Regions from separate parts of the Sus scrofa genome. Here region 1 is linked to region 2. The links are chromatin contacts, called in public Hi-C maps. All regions are on one chromosome and are shown on one strand. The core of a region is the stretch at or near the end of the contact, and the rest is flanking DNA. Distances in the headings are between cores, read along the strand shown. Region 1 overlaps FGD6 (FYVE, RhoGEF and PH domain-containing protein 6). Region 2 holds the start of VEZT (vezatin).

Region 1 (4,543 bases), core at 826-3,325, 82 kb after region 2:
ACAGCCACAGCAACGCTGGATCCAAGCCGCCTCTGCAACCTACACCACAGCTCATGGCAACGCCAGATCCTTAACCTGCTGAGTGAGGCCAGGGATCAGACCCACATCCTCATGGATGCTAGTCGGGTTTGTTAACCACTGAGCCACGGCGGGAGCTCCTTCCTTTTTGTAGTGGTCTGATTGCTCTCTATTTTGCAAAATATTTTTACTTTGGTTATCAAAGTGCCTTTGTCTGGGCACTTACCTTTTTCGAAGTTGGGTTTAAAGTCTTTCACGTCTGCATCTTTTCCAACATGTGAGTTAACGGGATCCTCATCATTGGATGCACAAACTCAGTGATTTCACCCTCCAAACTACCTTGTGAGGGAAGTACTTTTTTTCCCCTTTAGAATTTGGAATAATTCCAGGGGCCCAGAATATACAGGAGCAGGGAGCAGGAGTGAGACTGTTTGATTTATTAGTGAGTTTCAGGCAGAGAAAGGGAAGATTCCCTCGGACTCAGTTTAGGAGATGTGCGCCCACCGTGGTTTCCTGGGAAAGGAAGGCTGAGCAATGCAGGGGTGACTACAGATGAGGTCAGATCGTTTCTCTGGGATGCTTTTAGGGAAAGGTGTGTGGCCATCCCCAGGTCCAGCAGTCCTGCTCCTGCTCTTCCAACACCCATCCTGTTGTCTTGCAATGTTCTCTTCAGGACATAATTTGGGTTTTTATTGGATGTTTTACTTAGGCTATCTCTTCCTTCATTGTCATAAAAAATTTCCAACTGAAAAAAAAATTTCCAACTGAACTTTTGGTAATTTTTTTAAGCTCAACTCAAAATAAGATCAAATAGAATTCCCGCTGTGGCGCAAGAGGATTGGCGAAGTCTGAAGAACTGGGATGCAGGTTCAATCCCTGGCCCTGCACAGTGGGTTACGGATCTGGGGTTGCTGCAGCTCGTAGGACGAAGCTGCCGATTGGATCTGATCCCTGGCCTGGGAACTTCATATGCCTCGAGGCAGCCAAAAGAGAAAAAAATAATAATAAGATCAAAGAAAATGTATATGTTGTGTAATGAAATGCTTATGATTGGAAGTTTTTTTAAAAGTAGTAAAATTAAGTGATTTACTTAATTTTAAAAAACACACAGGAGTTCTTGTTGTGGCTCAGCAGTCATGCACCTGACTACTATCCAGAGGATGCGGGTTCAATCCCTGGCCTCTCTCAGTGGGTTAAAGATCCAGTGTTGCCATGAGCTGCAGTGTAAGTCATAGGGGTGGCTCAGATCCGCCTTGCTGTGGCTGTGGTGTAGGCTGACAGCCGAAGCTCCAATTCGACCCCTAGCCTGGAAGCCTTCATATGTCGCCAGTGTGACCCTAAAAAAGAAAACCAAAAACCAAAAAGCAGATGCTGCTGTAGGAGCAGCATTAATTTTTTAGCGCTGCTTATTTCCTTCCTCCTCATCTCTTCAGGGCAGAGACCATCTTTTTTTATCCAAACTCGGTGCCTGCATAGATTCTGTGTAACAGGAACTCAGTAAAGTGAAAGCCTCAGGGAAATAAATACACTCTTTTATATGAGGCTGAGACCCCCTGCGCCGTGGTGCCAGTGAACTTTTGATGGATGAATGGATCGATGAATTGCTTTTAAGAGTAGAAGGCTCTTCCAGTTACGCAGAAGCAGAACGGTGGAAAGGACTGAAATACTTGCCTTTTCTCATCCTTCCTCCATTGTAGGATCTGCTGACAGGTTTTCCTCTGCCTCTGCTTCCTGCTCTTTCCATTTCCCTCGTTAGGCTCCCTGCCAGGCCTTTCTAAACGCCAAGTTGCGGCAATAGCTGCCTACTGGTCCCGCTGCCCTTACCACTCCCCTTCCAAGGAAGGAAAAACAACTCCTCCCGCGTTTCCCCTTTGCTCTCCCACTGCCACACTCAGCACTTCTGACCCCGCGCCTACAGGATTTTTCCTGCACCAGTCGATTCTCTTCAGCACCAGCTAGCTGTTCTGTAATTTAATTCAATTCTGACATCGTCTGCTGCTGGAGACCATGGGCTCAGCCCCGCTGGACTGACCCTCCCAAACTTCAGGGGCCATTGCTGTCACAGTCCTGGGCTCTAACCTATATTTCTGTCCCACCAGCTGTAAATCTGGGTTCCCATGACTTTCTTTTGGGGTTTGAAAATTTGCTAGATTGGCTCACAGGACTCAGGGAAATAGCTATTTACATTTACTGGTTTATCGTAAAAGGATATGGAGTTTCCTGGCAGCTCAGCGAGTTAAAGATTCTGCATTGTCCCTGCTGTGGCATGGGTTCAGTCCCTGGCTCAGGAACTTTTGCATGCTGTGGGCACAGCCAAAAAAAAAAAAAAAAAAAAAAACAAACTTTAAATAAAAGGATGTGGTGGAGTTCCTGTCCTGGCTCAGTGGAAACGAATCTGACTCTATCCATGAGGGTGCAGGTTTGATCCCTGGACTTGCTCAGTGAGTTGCTATGAGCTGTGGTCACAGACATGGCTCAGATCTGGCATTACTGTGGCTGTGGCGTAGGCTGGCAACTACAGCTCCCAATTCCCCCTCCCCCAGCCTGGGAACCTCCATATGCCGCAGGTGCATCCCCCAAAAGGCACACGCATACACAAAAAGGATGTGGTGAGCATACAGGTGAACATCCAGAAAGAGATGCAAGGGCAAGCTGTGTGGGCTGGAACTCCCTCTCTGGGCACGCCAGCACCCTGGAAGCTCACCAAACCAGGTAGTCTGGGAGTTTTATGGAGGCTTCGTCACAGGGGCACGATCCATCATTAGCTGCACTTTAACCCCTCTTCCCTCCCTTTGAGAAGGGCTGAAAGTGTTCTGTTTTTAAGCACGGCTTGGTCCTTCTGATGACCAGTCCCCATCTAGGAGCTCACCAGGAGTCTTCCCATCATGACCAAAGACACTGCTGTCACCTGGGAAATTCCAAGGGAGCTTTGTGTCAGAACTAAGGTCAAAGACCAGGAGTTCCCACTGTGGCTCAACGGAAACGAATCTGACTGGTATCCGGGAGGACACAGGTTCGATCCCAGGCCTCACTCAGTGGGTTAAGGATCTGGCGTTGCCATGAGCTGTGGTGTAGGTTGCAGACTCAGCTTGGATCCCACGTTGCTGTGGCTGTGGTGTAGGCCGGCGGCTACAGCTCCGATTGGACCCCTAGCCTGGGAACCTATATATACCACAAGTGCAGCCCTAAAAAGACCAAAAAAAAAAAAAAAAAAAAAAGAACCAGGGTCAAAGACCAGATACTAGGATAAAAGACGGTCCTAGTTCTCTTGTCATTTAGAAAATTATAAAGATTTTGGGAGCTTTGTGCCAAGAACCAGGAGCTGGGGCCCTCCAGTCGGCCTTAGGTATTGGCAGATTCGAACCCACGGATACAGAGGGCAGGTGGGACTACGCCCCTTTATCTGAGGGCATTGACCATCCACAGATTTGGTGTCCGAGGGGAGCGCTGGCACTCGTGCCCCACAGATACCGAGGGATATCTGTATGTATATATCCTTTGCATCATTTTACAGACGTGCTTTTATTCTGAAATTAGGAAAACTGGCACCTTGCTTATTCTACCGCAGTGACGGAGAGCTGCCATCACACATTTGCCCAGACCCACAGAGGGTACCCCACCGAGAATGAACCCGATGGAAACTGTGGCTGTGGGGTCATTATGATGGGTCCACGTAGGTTCTTCTCTTGTAGCCCGTGTTCCCCTCAGATGGGGGGTGTTGGTGATGGGGAGGCTCCGTGGCTTTGGGGGCTGGAGATGGGTGGGCACGCTCCATACCTTTCCCCTCCGTTTTCCTGTGAATGTCAAACTGCTAAAAAATTAAATCCTACTTTGGAAAAATACAAAATCATACTTCTCCACAGGTTAAACCTGTTCTTTATAACCATAGCCCCGAGCAAACCTTTTTTTCCTCTGCTCTAAGTACGTTCCGTCTCTTTCTCTTTCCTGAAACTGGTCCTTCAAGGCCAGATTCTCTCCTCCGTTCATCAGTCACTTGCTTACTCATTCGGCCCATACGGATATGGGCTGGCCCTGAGCTGGGCACCAGCAAACACTGGCTGACAACACGGTGTGGCCCCTGCCCTTCTGGAGCTTACGGCCCTGCTCTGTGGGGCCATGCGCAACCACTCAGGGTCCCTCCTGGCTCTTTCTCTTCTCAATTCCTGAAATTTATGTTGTTCTGGTCACTTGTTTGAGGGAGACTATTCTGAGGGTTTATTTTATAAGGATCCACTTACATTCTTTGAAGGGATCTTTTGTGCCTATAAAAAATACTCTAAAAAATATTCTAAGTATTACTGGAAAACAACCACAACACCAAAGTCCCTCTTCATCTTCTACCATCCAGAAATGACCATCACATATCCTTTTGGGGTTGTTTTTTATTTGGGGGGGGGTGTTTGCTTTTGGGGGTTTTTTGGTTTGTAATTATGTTACATGCAGTATAAATTTTTCAACGAAAAGCCTTTTATTTGTGGAAATTGACTACCTTGGTGTTGCAACAAGTTGAGTCAGCTGGGGATCA
Region 2 (4,516 bases), core at 582-3,081:
GCTGTGGATCAGGTCACTGAGGTGGCAAAGGTTTGATCCCTGGCCTGGCAACTTCCACATGCTCTGGGTGGGGCCAAATTTAAAAAAAAAAAGACACATTTGAGTAGAAAAAAAGTCTGTAAGAACACATACTATAAGGTTAATAGTGGCCATCTTTGGATGGTAGAATATTGAGTGATTTTAATTTTGTGGCTTGTTTTCTACTGAAATGTTCTCTGAGCATATATTACTGTTACATTCAGATATCTAAGGAAATAAGCAGGTTAAAAAAAAAAAAATCCACCCAGTCAGTCCCCTTTCTCTAAGCAACACAGATTTCTGTCTCTCCTTCATCTCCCACATTGAATCTTCTGTTTCCTAGATTTTACCATAGAACAATCTGTCCAAGCCATTATTCTATTTTTTCTTCTTGAATTTCCAAAATTCAGGTGTTTGTCTTCCCTACTGACCTCCTCAAATCCAGACTCTTCCTTTTGGTAAAAGGGCCATATCTTTCACTACTTCTCCATTCTAGCCACATGGAGAAGTAGTGGAACCACTTTACAGCGCGACACTTACCACTCACGTCCCTTTACACCAGATATTTCCACACCTCCCAATCTTGGCATACCGTTCTTTCCCTATAATGCATTTTCTCCCTTCCATCTTTCTAAACAGATTCATAGTCCAAGATTCACCTCCGATATCCATTTACTGGGTGTAGCTTCTCCAAGGCCACAAGAACAGACCGGGGCGGGGTTCCAAATCAATCCTCCAACGACAGTTTGGATATATTTCAACATTTCCCATTCCATAATGTTTATTGCCTAGCTCTCTAACTGTACGGAACGAGATGTCTCTTTTCTTAAATTTCTTAAAATCCAGTTGGATGAATGGACTTTATAAAGCATACATATATGCTTTATTACAGGGGTGCGAGTTTTCACCTGTGTCTGATATAGAAATGGCATCAAAAACATTAGCCTGTTTTTTTTTTTTTTTTCCTTTCCTTTTCATTCAAGATGGCAGAGGACGTCTTAAAATAATCCCACACAAAAGCACTCACACTGGAGCCTCGAATCAGAAGAACTGGCTACACCTAGCGTAATAGCAATAGGACAAAAGAATTAGATGCTGAGAAGCCCCGGCTCTAATCATCCACAGGAGGTCCCACACACAGATTTCCAACTACTTTAGAAAACTAGCACCTGCAGCCTTCATTCCAGGGCCACGCCTCGACCGTGAATGGTGATCTGCGGCACTTCTGGATACTGACCCCCAAAAAAACTGAGGACGAGAAACGGGGAGGATAAATTGTATGGGTGAGTATCCAAAACGCACGACTGGGCTCCGCCCCAACCAGGCGCGGACCCCCGCCCCGCGCGCGCCCGGTGCAGCGCATCCAATTCCCGGGGAAGGTACCGGCGGGGCTCTAGCCCCTCGGTCGGGCTGGGAATTCTGGGAGGGCCTGAGGCAGAGGCAGGACGCGGCGAGAGTGCCTCCGGCTACACCTGTCAGGCAGCGGCCAACGCTAGGCCCGGAAATTGCCGGGATTCGGGGACAGAGGCCGGCTGGAGTGTCACCCAATCCCTCGCCTCAGGATCGTCCCTCGCCTGGCCTTCTTGCCTTCTCCCTCGTCCTTCCCAAACAAAGGCAGTTCACACCCACCGCCATTTTCTCCTTACCTCAAAAACCACCTCTTCGTCAAAATCCGGTGTCATCCTTCTCCGCCATGCCACCAGCCTCAGCACGATGGGAAATGAAGGCGGGAGAACAGGCTGCACCCAGGCGTCTGCTGCGCCCTGTCGCCGGTGTCCAGTAAACTACAACTCCCAGCAGGTTTCGCAGCTCACGCCCCCTTTTCTGGCCGGCTCATTGGAGCAGAGCTTCAGCGTGTGGGCGGGAGGGGCGGGAGCGGGATGAAGCTCGGGGCTCTCTCATTGGACGAGGCTGAGACTTTTGTCCGCCTTTTACGGCCACGACTAACAGGGGGCGCTTGGAGCTCTGATTTTTTTTTTTTCCCTTGGAGTTTAGAAGGGCGCGCGCCCGCCAAACCTCGCTGAGCGCCGCTCGTGCCCGCGCCTGGCCGTCTTCCCGGAGCTCGGCTGGGCGGCGCTGGTGCCCGCCCGCCCGTAGCCTGCGGCTCGCGTCCGGGAGCGCTGCCGGGTCCCCGGAGGCGGCCGCATCCTTTGTGCGGCGCTCAAGTTGCGCCGCGGGGCCGCGGGACGGCATGTGGGCTCTACGGCGGCTTTTCTCTTCTGCCCAAACTCTCGAAACAATGGACTGTAAGGGGAGCGGGGATTGAAGGGGGCGAGCGGGGAAGCGAGCTGCACCGGGGAATCATGACTTCTGCCGCGGGTAAGTGACGGCGCTCGCGCTACGGCTGGAAAGTTAGTACGAGCGCTGCAGGTCTTGGGCTTGGAGCACCTTTCTCCTCTGGGGTGGGTGGCGGTGTGCCCTCTACCTTTCCCGAGGACTGTGGCAAGTGCGGAGCAGAAGTGTTTGCTGCGGGGTTTTTTTCGTCCCTTCCTGCCAAGAGGGGCTCTGGAAATCGTTTCTTTTGGGACCTCCTTTTAAAGGAAGATCCATGTCGGGTGCTCTTAGCGCCAGGTGAAACGTAAGTGTGACATTCAAAGAGGATGTTGACTTTTCCCTCCTAAAATTTGAGCGACTTTGCCGTTGCGTGTGAAAATAGTTTAGATTCCCATGTTAAGAAATCAGTTATTCTAGGAAAGGGCAGTGTTCCCGGAGTGTTGAACTCGGCGACTGGGCTAAGTCGCTTTAACCCTAGTATCGACTGGAAACCCTAACCCTTATTCAGTAAAGAGGTTTAGATACTGTTACTCCTGTCCTGCTGGTTTTCCGCCAATTACCTGAGAAGCAGAGGGGTAGCATTGGCGATCCCAAGGATTTTGTTCAACTTCACCCAATTTTTAGTGGATTTTTTTTCCTATTTATACCTGGTTAGTGTAAACAAAGCCTTGTTTTCTGTCTGCCGTAGTTCTTTCCCTTCACCCAAATGGTAAAGCTTGTACCTTTGTGTGGACTGGAGAATTTGGGACATTGTATTTTTGAACATTCTTAAGGAACAGTTCTTATTTTCCAAAACAATTACTAAAGTGGTGTGAAATTAACTTTAGAAGAGCATAGATTAATTTTTAAACCAGAACTTAGTGTATTTGGCACTAAGGTTTTTTATAACGTTTTTGCCCACGTTGTAAGAAATAAACTTTCATTAGACATTTTATAGTAAAATAGTGTAAAGCTCCCTGGCAGAGTTGATTCTAGATCAGCACTTAGGTCTCAGATTAAATTGTCTTAGCTTTTCTTGGCATTTGTTTTAAATTCCTGCAACTTGAAACTGTCAAATAGCACTCTAAATGTTCTGATTTGTATTATTTCTAAAGCCTAGATATGTTGGAGTGTTGTACTGCTAGGTGTAGTCAGATTACAGCTAAGGAGGCAAGCATAGTCAATAAGAATTAGAAAGCAAGCAGTGAAGTGGTCCTGAGAAACACGCTGTGGATCTTTTATGATGCTGTATGTATGTGTAGGAGGTATGTCATATGCTGCAAATTGTTCTTTATAAAATCTCTTCCTTACCAAAGGGAGGCTTTCTACTCACTTGAGGTGAATTATTTTCATCCTCAATTTCTGTGCCTCACTTTTAAGTTTTATTAATGAATGTCTAACTTTAAAGTGGTTGGAATTTTAAAATCCTTGCAGCCAATTTTAACTCTGTAGTATCAAATACATTTAAAACACCTTCTATCTGCCAATTTTCAATTCCAGTCCTAACCGTTTATAATGAACAGAAGCATTTAATTTAACATATAAGTATGTAAACCTGATCTAAGTTTCAATCTGGAATTTTATCGTTCTGTCTTTGGAATTGCCCCAGAATAATGCAGGCAATTTTTATATTGTATCATCTTTACAATTAAAGAACTCCGCAAACATTTTTGTGGTGTTTTAAAAGAGGGATACTTCCGGTGTGGAGCTGAGTTAGTTGCTTTTTAGCATGGCTTGCTGAGAAGCATTAAGGACTTTTTGTTCCCTCATCTGTTAAGATTTATTATAATTTTGTCTCATGCCTAAATGGAGAATGTAGAAAGGAACTGGGCTTTTCATTCCATCCTCCTCTTATTAAGTGGTCATCATTCTTTAGGTATTTATGATGCTCTTTAGAACAATATTCAAATTCATTCAAACTTAGGGAAAGATATTTGCATTGGGGGGAGGGGGTGTTTATTGACCTCACATCTAATCTGTGGAATGTGAAAGGGTTGGCTTAGTTTCTATGCATCCTAAAGAAGAGCTCGCTTTGTTTTTCTGCATCTATGAAAGAGGAGGTCCACGGTAGAGATTTTCGAATTATTCTAATCAGTATACGAACAAGGTATTTCGTATCTTTTTGGACGTGTGCAGGTCTCAGTAATGCCTGTGCTTTGCTTTTTGGCGAGTCCAGTAGCTAAGAAGGTGTGCACGTGGACTGTAGCCATATGTGTGTCACAGATGACAAGTATGTTTGCAATTG

What was found. Hi-C and Micro-C count contacts between places; a contact is called where the count stands out from the background.
Region 1: a Hi-C map of retroperitoneal adipose tissue shows a contact between it and region 2, with 2.2 times the contacts expected there. A contact is called at or near these places in 4 of 5 promoter capture datasets (fetal liver, fetal skeletal muscle and liver), 25 of 47 Hi-C or Micro-C datasets (adipocytes, alveolar macrophages, blood and 14 more) and 2 of 2 datasets of targeted methods (alveolar macrophages and skeletal muscle).

Annotation. Positions count from the first base shown.
Region 1 is chr5:88,185,001-88,189,543 of Sscrofa11.1, forward strand. All of the region lies in intron 10 of FGD6 (FYVE, RhoGEF and PH domain-containing protein 6), which reads left to right. Among named protein-coding and RNA genes, the nearest start is that of NR2C1, 44 kb to the right of the region's middle.
Region 2 is chr5:88,102,937-88,107,452 of Sscrofa11.1, forward strand. It overlaps VEZT (vezatin), which reads right to left and starts at 1,832. Exons shown (of 13, transcript XM_013998069.2): 1 at 1,665-1,832. The coding sequence starts at 1,700. FGD6 (FYVE, RhoGEF and PH domain-containing protein 6) reads left to right here. Exons shown (of 23, transcript XM_013998063.2): 3 at 1,002-1,301. The coding sequence starts at 1,298.